Linked DNA regions of Anas platyrhynchos: region 2 is linked to region 1. A link is a contact called in public Hi-C data. All regions are on one chromosome and are shown on one strand. Each heading gives the region's core, a stretch centred on a gene start, on an enhancer-like site or on the middle of the called end of the contact. The rest is flanking DNA. Distances are from core to core; before and after follow the strand shown. Region 1 overlaps LOC101805170 (chloride channel protein C). Region 2 holds the start of SNAI2 (snail family transcriptional repressor 2).

Evidence for each region. A called contact is a pair of places that touch in the nucleus more often than the background predicts.
Region 2: a Hi-C map of subcutaneous adipose tissue shows a contact between it and region 1, with 2.5 times the contacts expected there. The contact joins the promoter of SNAI2 here to the enhancer-like site in region 1. A contact is called at or near these places in 2 of 8 Hi-C or Micro-C datasets (skeletal muscle and subcutaneous adipose tissue).

The regions. Positions count from the first base shown.
Region 1 is chr2:46,511,199-46,517,716 of IASCAAS_PekinDuck_T2T, forward strand. It overlaps LOC101805170 (chloride channel protein C), which reads left to right. Exons shown (of 16, transcript XM_027452102.3): 13 at 1,677-1,856. Among named protein-coding and RNA genes, the nearest start is that of UBE2V2, 99 kb to the left of the region's middle. Within about 2 kb of position 3,888, at least 4 of the 8 cell types and tissues checked have an H3K27ac peak or open chromatin away from gene starts, as enhancers often do. A contact at or near this core is called in subcutaneous adipose tissue, where this site is marked.
Region 2 is chr2:46,813,769-46,821,226 of IASCAAS_PekinDuck_T2T, forward strand. SNAI2 (snail family transcriptional repressor 2) reads right to left here and starts at 2,040. Exons shown (of 3, transcript XM_005010199.6): 1 at 1,720-2,040; 2 at 612-1,157. The coding sequence starts at 1,798. LOC119715952 (a long non-coding RNA gene) reads left to right here and starts at 2,100. Exons shown (of 4, transcript XR_005263505.2): 1 at 2,100-2,214.

The DNA of each region.
Region 1 (6,518 bases), core at 2,638-5,137:
GCAGTTATAATTCATCATGTTTTTACATTATATCTACTATGCTAGGAATAGTATTTTTAGTAGCAATGCAGTGCATGTTGAATATAGAAAAAGTTTAAGACAGCAAAATATAGACCTATAGAGATGGAAGAGAAGAGGAGGACAAAAAGTAGTGTACTCTTTTAGGAAAAATAAAAATTCCCTGGTAGTGTTCTAAAAAAAACAAACAAAAAACACCACCACCACCACCAACAACCAACCAACCAACCAACAAACCAAAAACAAACAAACAAACAAAAAAACACATCATTTTGGGACTTTTTGGTATTATTTTAACTGTTTGGTACTAAATTCTACACTCAGACATCATGATTTGCAAGGTAAACTACTACTCATTTTAATTCAGAAACAAAATGTTTTTCAGAGAGGTTCATTTTTCTATAAGATGGTGTTCTGGTCTCTTGAAATGTGGATCTGCAATAAGATGGTGTTCCAAATTTTCCTTGCCTGCAGTCTGTTTCACATAACTGGGGATGGGCATGACGTGATTTGATGCACATAAGACTGTTCTTTTTCAGGATTCATTTAAATCCATCTCAGTTTAGGAGAAGAAGAAACTTCTTTAACAGCTGTGTGTGTGCCATGTATGAAGTGCATTGTCTTCTCAGTTCAGTTATTCTTAGACAGGTGGTCACATCACAAAACATCAGAATAACTGCCTTGAAAAAATAACCTTGTGTCTCTCAGGAGGGAGGACAATAATTAACAGCATATGGAAATAGTTGCTTTTACCACAGGGATGAAAGGTAACATTGGTAAAACAGGATGTGGGCAAATTTATGCTCCAGTTGTCTCTGACTGTGGTTTGTGTCAGCCTGTGTCTGAACAGGAGATTCTGGCTTATGATGTGTCCAGATGATAATCAGAATAATTAATGTATTTTTTGAAAATAGAAAATGTGAAACAAGATTAAAACAAGAGAAGTTCACTGACTTCTGTTGTCAGAATCTATAGGCCTATGGTTATTCTGTAGAAATCACTGCTGAATCTTGCAGAAAGTATATTTATTTTCCATTTCACTCTACTGTCAGCAGTAGCAGGTATGCATGTCTTTCTATTAATGTATGTTCATGTTTCCTGAAACTTCGCCTAGAACCTAAAAAGTGTTAGAAAATACTGGAAAAAGAAAGTATATGACTTGTAAGAAACCCTTAAGGGGCTATCTTCCTAGATGTTACTGATGAAAGAAAAAATTGCAATAATGATCGTGAGCCTGAATTTCTCTAAAGTGTTTATCTAAAGTGTTTAACTTTAAACTATTTGATATCAGTCAGAATTCCAGAGGATTTCAGTTCAGATTAATTTTTTTTTCTTTTTTTTTCTTTTTAGTGAGAAAAGTCATGCAAATTGACAAATGGCTCTTGTGATACCTTGACTAGGATGACTATGTCATACATATGGTAGAATTTATCATCTCTCACACAAAGAAAGGCTATGCTTGATAAGCAGTTTTACTGGATAATTACTTTTTTTTTTTTTTTTTTTTTTTTTTTTACATTTACAAATAAAGCAGATTGATTTCCATCTTGAAGTAATTTACTGAAGTATTATAAACTCGTCAAATGCTAACGTGGCACAGTATGCCTTATTTCCTGTTTACTAAATAATACTTTGTCTGTCTGTTTTATGTCTTTCAGGTTGAACCTGGAATTGTTCTCTGCCAGGGATGTCATGGAGCCTCACGTCAGAGTCCTTCACCTAAAGGAAAACATTGCTTCCTTGGCCCAGCTTCTTGCAAGTACAAACCACGGTGGATTCCCAGTGGTTTGCAGGCCCAAGCCAGACCACGCAGAGGTGTTTCAGGGAACTATTAAAAGGTAAAAACACTATCAAATTACGTGATATTTATGGCCATTTTTCAGATATTTTTTTTCTTAAAGCATCTGTGAAGACCATATGGGATGGTTATGAAGCTTCTTCCTACTTTAGCATGAACAGCAGGTGTTCTTTTAAGAAAGGACCTTGGAGAGATTGAGGAACATGCCAGTCTTCATTATCAAAGGTTTATTGAAGACTGTCAATGAAATGATCTTGTGTGAATTGTAGAAAAAGGTTAAATTTCCATTCATAACCTTAAAGGTTCACAGAGACAGTAAAGGGATTTGAATCTAGTTACTCATGAAATGATCCCACACCAGTTCAGAATTGGCCTGTTCCCCCATCACATTTTTTCATTTTATTAGTGTATGCTTTTAAAGGAAATGCATTAATGTAAATCATATCACAGATGAGATAAGCAACAAAGTCACTGGAAGAAAGATGCAGTGTAAACAAGAATTAGGCTAAAGGAATCCTTGCATACTAGGGGCTCTCAAAAGGCATATAAAACATCCTGATAAATGAAATATTTCTGGTACTATATTTCATGTGAGAGCAAGAGTGACTCCATCCTTTCAGGAAGGTACCTTAAGACTGTTCTTTGAGTGGTGGTGGGTCATGAGTGGGAGAAGCAGTGGCTTAATTCCCACCTTGAGTATCCTATAGGAAAGGAAAAGGTGCATATGCAACTGCTATTGCACAGGATTTCACGAAGCAAAGCTCTATGAATGTAGCTTCCAATAACCTTAATACAGACACATGTTGTCCTTTGTCCTGAATGACCATAGTACTCTTGTATGTTTCCTTGTAGATTTTTTTTTATCCCCTTCTAGTTTAACCTCTTAACTGGTGTGATCAGTCCAGGATAAATGTATTTTCTTCTATTGATCTGGATGGGGAAAAATGTTATCCGTGTATCATCATTGGAAATTTAGTTAGGGCTTGTCTCCTTGCCTGCTTTGTAACAGCTTTTCAAGGATGAAATACTGGCAGCTGGATCACACTGCCTCATCTATTGCTCTATGGTCAGCTGCAGTTTTGGACATGAAGATGGAAGGGGAATGAGTATTTTTAAAAAAAATTGTTAACTCGCTTCACTGTCAAATAAAAACACTTTGTATGAACCTTTTAGAGAATTATCTGCTTGTAGTGAGAGAATTGTACAGTGGAGATTGGTTTGCAGTGGCCTGAAGGAGTAATGACATCAGTAACTGTGAGATCATATACTTGTATGTGGTATATATATTTGCTCCCTTGTCATAAATGTTGCTAATAAGAAATGTGCTAAGGCACTAAAACCTAAATTTCTGAGTGATAGTCCACAGCGTGCACCAGTGTGGAAGATATACCATATACTAGTGTACTTGTTTAGTTCTCATCTGTCCTCAAAAATAAAAATAGAAAACACGCTAACAACTGACCCAGCCAAAGCTCCTTTTAAATTAAATTTATAGTCTCATCATTTCCTCATTAATTCATCAAATTACCTGGCAGGGAGAGTCCCAGGCTGCTGAGAAGTATGCTGAGTTTACACAAATACAGTTGTGCTTTGCAGCACAGAGCAATATTGTGTGGAACCAAGCAGAAAGGGAGGTCAGAGGGACGATCATGAGGACATCCCAAAGAGAGGCACCTTTAGAGACAACCTGATGCTACTTGACAATTCTGGTAGGCTTGTGGCTTGCTTAATTGCTAGAACTCTTTTTTGAATACATTCTGCTAGAGCCTTAAAAAGGATGAATGAAAAAGCTTTTCTCCTGCCATTGTCAGCATAAATGAGCTGCTGTTAGACTGTTTTGAGTAAGACCAAGATATTGCTTTAAATGGTTGGCAAAGCAGAAGCATTTATTTATTTTTTTGATCCAGTCCAATATTTGCTGCCCTCTGCAGTGAAACCCATACAGAGAGGTTGTCTGGGAGCAAGTATTGCGTTCTGGCATGCTCTGTCAACACCCTTCCTCACCCCACCGCATGCCCAGCTGCCTGAGAATTTCTGAGATGATCTCTGGATACCTTGTTCCCAGCAGTGACCGCACGCGGCTTTGCTCTTCTGCTATGGGTCCTCACCAACACTAGGAAAGGAATGCTCTGCAGCCACCCTCTGAAACAAGCCTCCAAAAATGTGATGCGTCATGGAATTAGCGTATTCATAACCATAAGTAGTTAGGCTCTGGTTTTCCATCTTACTCATAAAATTACAGCTCTTGTGGCATGTAACTGTTAAGATGAAGATGAGAAATGCTGTGAACCCCACAAAGGAAAAAGGTGCTCTTCAGCCTCTTACTGTGGAGGATCTAATGCAATTCCATGTGGGGGTGACATAGCCATAGGCAGAAAAAGGATCATTTGTTTTTCCATCTTGTACATCATCAGCGTTTAAGTGGAGAAAATGTAGCTTGCCTGTCATGTTTTGAAAAGGTGGATGAGGGAAGATGCAATAATAATTGCCACGATGTTTTTCTTGAGAATTGCCTTAGGCATTATTATTGATTCTTATTTTTTTTTATTTTTTTAAACATGGCACAAAAATGTTGGTATTACATTGCAAAAATGGGGGCAAAGAGCTAAAGAAAGAAAAGAAGCATCTTATCTGCTAAGCTTGCATGAAGGCAGCAGCAACTCTTATTTTTTTCTTACTGTTTCCCATTTATGTGTGTTTCTGTACTTCTTCTCGTGAAATGTGCATGGAAATAACACTGAAAATTTGACTGAATGCAAAAATTTTTCAGTATTTGCCTACACTTGGAAACTGCAGTGGTGAGAATTTCTGTACAAGGACAGAATGTTGTTATTTTTGTAATACATACGAACGATTTTCACCCTTTGTAAAGAAAAGGTCAATGTCAGTTCTTAACAAATGCAAGGACTGTGGCCAAGAAGTGTTGGCTGGGACTTGCATGGACCTACAAATGCACCTCAGTGCTGGCCTGAGCAAACACACAGATACTCCAATTTTATTAAAAAACAAACAAACAGACAAAAAAAAATCTTCAAGTCCTGCTTAGTGGGGCCAGATTTTTCACCTAATCTTTGTGATCTGGATAGTTACCTACTGGGTATCAAGATGAGATCACCAAACACATTTTTACTTGGGTGACCTAAATCTGAAGCTGTTATCTTCCCCAGTCGAGTAAGCAGTAGAGACTAAAAACGAAAACAACTACTAAAGAAAACTCCTTGGCTTTAAAATTGCTAAAGAGGAAGCAAGCTGTAGCTGAGAAGCCAGTTTCCAAAACAAAGATCTCCTCAGAGTAACACTCTTGACACTTTGCCATAGGCAGTGCTGTATGCATGCTTGGGAAACCCTTGCAGAATTGTGTTTGAGGAACATGTGGCTGGTGAGCTAGATGCACGGCACTGATAGGGATGCTCGACCTGTTGTGTGCAATGCAGAGTGCTCAGGGACTGCCTCCCCGCCTTCATTTCTCCCCAACAATGAAGATTCTTGCACATGAGAATACAACAGGCTATTCTTTTGCACTGCAGCTGAAATGCCTGCCCCATCTACCCCCCAGCATCTGCAGAAAGGGAGCTGGGCTGTTATGAATGTGCTTGCCCAGAGTCTGCTGAGAGCTGTGAATGTCATGGCCTACATTGCAGGCCCTTCTGGCTAGGAAGACAACTGTGCCCCAGGTGGAACCCGTTCTTCAGAGAGGCCTGAGGACAGGACCACTGCCTGCCTTCCCTGGAGGCTTCAGCCAGAGACACTGAGTGAGGCTGTAAATACATACCGAGGAGTTGCTTGGGGGGTCCCCTGTCTCTTGTCTTGGCTGCTGTAGTCTGTGGCTGCAGATCCTGCTCCAGAAGGAAAAGATAGAGTTGTGTTTCTGCCTAATTTCTGTGAGACCAGAACTGAAAAAAGAACTATTTTTTTTTTGTTTCCACACGTGTTACAATGTACTAGCGCAGGGCTGCTGTAGGGCAATGAAGTGGTTCTGTGACATGATGAAGAGATTAGACACATCACCACTTATGTTTTGTTGATCCATCTTCCTTTGCCAGAGATTACTTTAAAATGTAAACTGTAGTAAAAACAGAAGACATGGAGGGTTTGTGGAGGAAAGCTGTAGGTAACTCATTTCTTTTCCTTGCCTGTGGACATGGGTGGGATATAACATGGAGGGTGGTGATACTTCATGGTCATCAGGAACATCTTTGCTGCCAATCTGTGCAATCTCCCATGCACGATCACTTCCCTCTACATGCCTGTGTGACACTCACAACCTTTCTGGTTTCTTCCACCAAAATGGACAATAACATGCTCTCTACCTAGATGTTTTTCTGAGATTCTGTTTATCCCTTAATGCACTTAGGTTCCCTGTGACTGACAAATGCCACGTTGCTCCCAAAGGCGGTTCTGGTGTCAGCGGATGTCCTTGCCTTTAATTCACTTTTTCCAAGGAAATGGAAGGTTTGGGGTTTCCGTACTGCAGTTAAACACTCCCGGCATTCACTGAAGAAAAGCAGGTGGATACCGGTTGCTTGTTAGGCTAGGCTCGGTCCACTCCATTTCCTTTAAGGAGCAGCGGTGCAGAGGCAGAAGCTGGAGTGCTGCCTGGCTATCTTAATTTCTGCCTTGCACACCACTTTGATACAGTTTTCCTGGAGAGACTACTGGGCTGATGAATACCACTGAGTAGCCCATTAGGGAATTTTACTAT
Region 2 (7,458 bases), core at 790-3,289, 300 kb after region 1:
TCTTTTCTACTTAGCTCTGTGTGAATAACTTGGAACCAGGCTTTGACTGAAAAGCAGCAAACAGCTGTACAGACATTACATTGTACCCAGTGTTATACTGAAGATCATGTTTTTGCCTCAATACAAAAAAAATTCTTTGGTGATGATGTGTTTCTAATTCGTAAGGACTTGAGATAGCGCATGCAAAACTTGCCGTTTGCTTAAGGAGTCAATGATTAGACTCAAGCATTGCCTTTCTGTTTTGCTATTTCAGAGTCAGCTGAAGCCTTCTTAAAGTTAGCATTTTCCAAAGCCTGAAAGTTAACATAAAATTCTTAAAGCAAAACCTTCAGCTAGTGGAAACAAGCTAAACTCTGGGATTACCAGAGGAGCGATGCTGATCTATGCCAGAATATGCCACACAGTTATGAGGCCATGCTGCACTTTCCTCTCACTCAGGCCCCCAAAAGGAAGAATTTGCCCATTTAATGATATATTTGAAATTGCACATATGCATTTCAAGGTCAGTCAAGAAACACTGCTGTTTTTTCTACCTGTAGGAAAAAAAATAATCAGAAAGGCATTCTGATGATATAGCAACAACAGCCTGCAATTGTAATGGTTGTTCTTACCAGTGTGGGTTCTGATGTGTCCTTGAAGTAGCCAGGGTCTGGAGAAAGCCTTGCCACAGATCTTGCAGACACATGGTAGTGTGTGGGTCCTGATGTGCATCTTAAGCGCTCCCAGGCTGACATACTCCTTGTCACAGTACTTGCAGCTGAATGATTTCCTAGACTGGGCATCACAATGCAGCTGCTTATGTTTGGCCAACCCAGAGAAAGTTGAATAGGTCTTGTTGCATAAACTGCACTGAAACTTTTCAGCTTCGATTGCATGGGGGTCTGAAAGCTTTGACTGGATTCTCTCTTCTTCATCACTAATGGGACTTTCTGAACCGCTGTGATCTTTGGAGGAGGTGTCAGAAGGTGGAGGTGGGCTGACTCTTCCCAAAGATGAAGGGTATCCAGAAAGTGGAGAGAGGTCATTAGGTAGTGGAGACGGTAGCAGCCCGGTTGTAGTCCACACAGTAATGGGGTTGTAAGCTACAGAGCTCAGGATCTCTGGCTGTGGTATGATAGGGACTGGATAGCTTTCATACAGGTATGGGGATATAATCACTGGAGAAAGAAGAAAATTTTAAGGTAAGAGAACTGAAAAGTACTTCAGAAGGCAGCAAAATTAACATTTGTGGGATTAAAAAAAATGCATAAATCAAAAACTCAGTACGGTTGTCTGAATATAGGGAGGACTAAGGAAATACTACTTGATACATACATACTGATGGGTAGAGACAGCATTATAGTTCGAGTTATAGTTTGAGTCTCTTCGAGGCAGCATGCTCTTTCTAAACCTATGCAGCCTGATACACTGAAGCAGTGAAACTTCCTGAAGGAATTGCATAAAAGTTTCAATTCCATTTCCAACAGATGTAGAACAGGAAAACTCCAAATCCTCTTATAATAACTGAGTTCAAGTGGATGAGCAAACTTTGTGATTCATTCTGCGGAGCACTGACATATTTCTCAGAACTCTCTCGTTGTAAGCAAAAGATAAAAGAGCTAGCAGTGAACTAACCCATTCTCCAAAGCCTGTAAAAGCAATCCCACCCCTCCTCTTTACCGCCACACCATAAACACAACCTCAGAAGCAAAGCGGCGGCCATCGATCTCGTTTTGTTACCTGTATGAGTGTCCAGTTCGCTGTAATTTGGCTTCTTAGATGAATTGAAATGCTTCTTGACCAGGAAGGAGCGTGGCATTTTGAATGCAGGGTTTCTCCTTCTTCCAGAGCCTCCTTTCGGATTCGTGTAACGGTGCCCAGCTGGTGTGCAGCACGCACGCACACTATCACTGCTGGTGCATCGGTCCCTATCGCATTGTCTGCCCCGCGCCGTCCATGCACTCTGCTTGTGTAGTGGCAGTGCAGAGGCGCCTTGAAAAGTGCTGTAAATACCCACAAGTCAGGTGCAGGGGGGAAGGGTTTTCTGCTCCTCCAATCACTTCTGGATGTTCTCAAGCACTTTTCCAAACAGCCTGTTTTTTTGGGAGGGCTCCTCGCAGGACGGATCCAATCCCTGCTCGGAGGCTTTGCTTCAGGTTTCAGCTCCTCCCGCTGGAGACAGCTGTGAACAGAGGAGCTAGTCTGTTGTCAGAGCACATTATCCTGCTGCAAAGTGTATGTTGCTTTTCAGAGTTTCTGTCTAGAAAACCGTGTTGGTCATAGTGTTTCTCTCTCTCTTTTTTTTTTTTTTTTCATAATTATTTTATTTTATTTTATTTTTTTAAAAAGGTCAGTTTACTGGTTCAGCTGACCCTCCTTTTTTTTTTTTTTGTTCTTGGGTAAGTCACGTGTACTAAAAGACTTTTTTTTTTTTTTTTTTTAAATCTATGTGGTGTGTAAAAATTTATCTGTCTGGTTTCCAGATGCTTGATATAAGAATTACAATGGAACAAACTGTTCATTAAGGGCAGAAGGGGGGGACCTTACAAGATAACAAACTAGCCAGCAGAGCTAATGGAAGGTTTTGAACAGACTGTGTGCCGCTCTGTTTGGGAGCCGCCTTTGAAAAGTTGTGTTCAGGAAATGCTGGAGACTAGCAGCATGCTTCCCTAACCTGGCCCTTCCAGGCAGAAAAGCCAGCAAGATACTTCAAATGAGTCAAAGCAGAGGGAGCAGCCCATGAAAAGGCAACATATTTCAGAGCTGGGTGATAGGTTTTATATGTTACACACATGCATACTGCTTCAGACTGTCCATATGATGGATACTTTAATTTTTTACTTTAAAAATCTGCAGAATGCAAAACCCCGACCTTTCCTTCTTTGGGAGTAGTTATGTCACTCTTTTGCCTATCCTCTTAGAGCATTGCCAAGGAAATTTTCCTAATTATCCAAAGCAGTCAAAAGATGCACAGATAAGCAAAACCCCCAAAATTATAGACTGGGTAATTTAAATGTCTCTTAAATGTAATTCTCCATTAGTATATTTAGGACCTCTTGAATTCCTATGAAGGTATAATCTGAGTTATGTATTTCATTTAGGATGAAAGTCTCTCAAATGTGCCACAGAATTTTCTGGTTATCTAGATTGATTTTGAGAAGCCATTTAGTCACAGATATGATTTTTAATTTTAAAACATTTGCATTTTGAAAATGTGGACGGCTGAGCACTGGAGGATTTTTAACAGACCACACTTTGACTGAGTCCTGCTCTGTCCTCCCCCCCTCTCTTCCCCCTTTGCGTCTTAACTCCACCTGCCTGGGCACATATTGGTATGCCGTGCCGGCGTGCCGCTAGGGCTCTGTCCTGTTGGGAGGGGTGTTGCACGGAGACCACCCCAGCCTTTTTTTTTTTTTCTTTTGCAGCAGGTGTTGGAATAGAGACATGAAAAAAAAATCTCTCTCTGGTTCTGTTAAGACACGTAAGAGCAAAGTGCTTTGTCAAGCTGCATGACTTCTTAATCTTTGGGATGCCAAAACAAGTGCAGGGAAAGTTAGCCATTTTCAAGAACTGATTAAAAAGATTCAGCTGTTCAGTGTCTAGCTCTGGTGTGTGTCAGTGAAAGGTGTCACATGGATTTCCAAGCTGCAGGGAACACACCCAGACTAGGGAAGGAAAGGGAAAGTGGCAATGAAAGGGACTCCCAAGTTACCTGCTTTCTATCTGGGGTGGAGGAAGAAATGCAGCTCTTCACAGCACAGAAAGCAGTGCTGGCCAGAACACAAGCTGTTGCTTTCCTCCTCCGTAAAGGAATGAAGAAATCTACAACACGTTTTTGAAAGGGGTGTTTGTGGCACCGGTCCCCTCTCAGCTCTTCCATCTGAGAAGTACCCGTCCCCCGCCAGCTCTGGGAAAGCATTGCATTTCAGGATGTGAGGCATTAGTCTGTATCTAAATAGTCTGTTACATGAGCTGTGATTCAGACTTTGAGCTGGTTTAAGTTTGTGTGTTGAAATGAATGGAGCCATGCAGATTTTCACTGGCTCGAGATCTGTTCCTTTGTATATTTGTTAAAAGTAAAGGGTCTGATTCACCAGTGAGGTACTCCCTCTCGGGGCATTTTCACCAGCATAACACCGGAGTGATGCAGTTTAAATTAATTGCACTTATATAAATCACAGAAGCGTAAGCAGTTAGCCCACTGGCTGAGCTGATTGAAGGATGTTAGGAATTGGATAGAAGGCATGTTATTACATGGTTCTGAAAGGATATTAGCAGTACATACTACCTGAGTGAGGTCTGCTGTCAAAAAAAGGGAGAGTCTGTGTGAGGGGTGGGTGAGTCAGAGTAAACAGGTGTTCTGGGTGTTTACGGCAAATGTGGATGAGAGGGCACTCGCCGACGTGCAGCATCCATCCCTGAGCAAGAAAGGAAACACAAAGGTCGAGCACAGAGGGTGGGAGGGTTCCCCTCAGCCGAGGAGCCAGGGAGGTGCAGGGCTGGTGGACGGCAGCGGATGCACCCAACGGCTCCTGCTGCCTGCAGGCAAAGCCTTGCGTCCACCTCCAAAAAGTCAGGCTGAGTGCTTCCCCTGTGCATTTTACAATTAGTTGGTCTTTCGGGGCTTCTTTAAGTTGTTACTTTGAGAGCTGGTGTAAAGCTGTCTTGCTAATGCCACTGTACTGCTAATTGCTGCTCTGTGAAGCAGGTGGGAAGTGACCTGAGCACATCCGTTGCCTGAAAGCTTGGTATGTGCTTTGCACTGACAGCCTCACTAGGCCCAAAGATTCAACCATGTAGCAGATTTTATTTTTATTTTTAAGACCAGGACACTTGTTTATGTGTCTAAATAACAACTTGTGAGCTTCAGTTTCTGAGACCTCCACCAAATTCCTTTCCTGTCAAGCTTTCTGAGAAGGGTAGCAACTTTTGTTAGTTAAATGGCTTTCTGGAAATGGAAGGGTGCCAGAACTGTGTTTGTTATCAAAGAGGGAAGAAGGACCCAAGCTAAACCATTACTAGCTCAGTTTTTCTCATTAAAAAGTTTATGTCCTTACCAAGCATCAATTAATAGCAAGATCATGGATCAGTAAATATCTGGATAAGTCACAGCAGAATCATGAAAAGTAGTTTTAGAATGTTAAGTGAGTTATGCTGGATCACTGTTCCTAGAGTAGACTACATTTGTCTGGCAGCAGACACAGCAGTGTTGAACATGTTTTGCCTGGGCCTGCCATGGAGCCCATGGAAGGCAGTGCAGTGAAGTTCAGAGGAACCCCCAGGAGGCACTGAGCCCAGTGGAGCATACCAAAAATAGTTCTGGAGGGTTACTGATGCAGGTGACAACTTCGTCCCAGGAGGGGCAAAAGCAGAAGTAACTCATGCTTACAGTGTAGCTCTTTCAATTTATAAGCTTCCTTCAATCCAGAGGAAAGAATTAAATGGTTATTATGGAGGAAGAAGAATGAAAAGGATATCAGTTTTCAATAGCCAATAGTATGTAGAATATATTGGCAATTCTTCAGTCTTATTCTGTGCTTTCGTATTTCTCCCTTAGTGCCAGCTGGTATATCCTGGGAAAGTAAACCAGAAGTGTAACTTTTGGAGGCAGTAAAGGTTTAGTAGACCTAAAAGGTGAGGAGTACCTCAGCTGTAATTATGTTGAATGGCTGAGAGGGGTAAGCCTGAAATTAACAGAGTAGAGAGAAACAATTAGGAAATAGTATTCCTTCCCATTGCCCTGACATATATACCTTAGTAAATTTTTTTGAAACACATTTTTAGGAAACTTTTTTTTTTTTTTTTTTTTTTTCTCATGTTTTAATTCATCCTTCCAAATTCTGACCAGAACTATGAGCAGAAATGGCAGCAACTTTAGAGGGACTGGTATGAAATCACGTGGAACTTGGGTCTTGTATACTTAAAGTTCAATGATTCAAAATAAATCTCTGCATTTTAGAAAGTTCTTTTAATTCCAAGTTAAAATTCTTCATATTTTGAAGGTTTCACACCAATTAATACTTTTTTTTTTTTTTTTTCTTGTTTCTAAAATCAGTAGCCTTAAGTCAGAGTTATCAAGTTCAGTTATGTAATAAGATCTAAACTTCTGACATTAAGTGAGATTAAAAACCAAATTTGCTTTTAGGACATGTTATAGAACTGTGTTCCTCTGTGTTTTGGTTTATTCAGGTTTGTAATTCCAGTTTAAGCCTATTAAAGAAACGATCATTGAACCACAAAGTCTGATTCAGTCTCAACTTTCAAAGTTTTCAAAGTCAAGAAGCTTTGAAAAGGGTGCCTTAGAGGTCTAAGCCTGTCTGCAATGTTTTCTTTCTTTCTTTCTTTCTTTATATATTTATATACATATGTAAAGAATGTTAATTGTGAGGAAACTTGCCTTTATTAGTAAGATGCAAAATGGTCCCTTTTGGACCAAGTAGTTCAAGCAAGGCCGGCTTCTGTGTGCTTTCCTTCACACCTGTGGAACTTCACTGACTTAAGAGGGTTCAATTTAGAGTCAATTTAGCTCATAATGAAGGAACCTGGTCATAGTTCAATTTTCCTACATTGTTTCTACATGAAGATATTTTAACAATGGGCCAAATTCCCCTGTCATTCCCATCTGTAGTATCTCCACCGGCTACAGCTGAACTATTTCAGATTTACTCAAGCAGAACTGAGATGTGATTCTAGACCAATAAATACAGCTCTGTTTATGCATGTAGTACTGTGATAAGTATTTGTTAACCGAATGCACTGTACATCCCCGCTAAACTATCGCACTCTGAAAACGGATGCTTTGTGCATCGCACTCTGAAAACTAAAAAGCACTGCATTTTACTGACTTTCCAGCGTGCCACTGGAATAATTCAGGCGAGGAACAAAGGCTGAGAGGAATGGGAGGCTGGAAGCGAGCTGGGTGCCGAGCGAGCGTTGTGCGGGGGGAAGGAGCCATCTGCTGGGCGCCGCCGCCGGGACGGGCACTGCGCGCTCCCGGGTGAGAGCCGTGCCCGCCGCCCCACCATGCGGCCGCCGAGCGAAATGGGCGCTTCCAATCAGGCAGGGATCACCTCCTAGTAATCTGGTAACCCCGATTTATCATGGTTTGGGGATTTCGATCTTAATTTTTATTACTTTTTTTTTTTTTTTGGTCTTTATTGTTTGTTGACTACCTCAAAGTGAGACGCAAAATCTCATTCAAGACACCTCTGTGATTTGCGTGTCTGTGTGTGCATAGATGACAGAGACACACACATGTAAATTATTTTACACATGTACATGCATACATTTATGTATCTACATATGCTTGTATTTGTACATTTCCTTATAATTGTGAGACTATTTCAAACATAGACACTTCAATCGCATGACAAGTATTTGTGGGAGACAACATGTTATCCCTATTTTGAAAATTACTAAATGAAGCATGAAGAGATTGACATTTTCAAAAGCTTAATTCTTAAGTGTATTTTAACTATG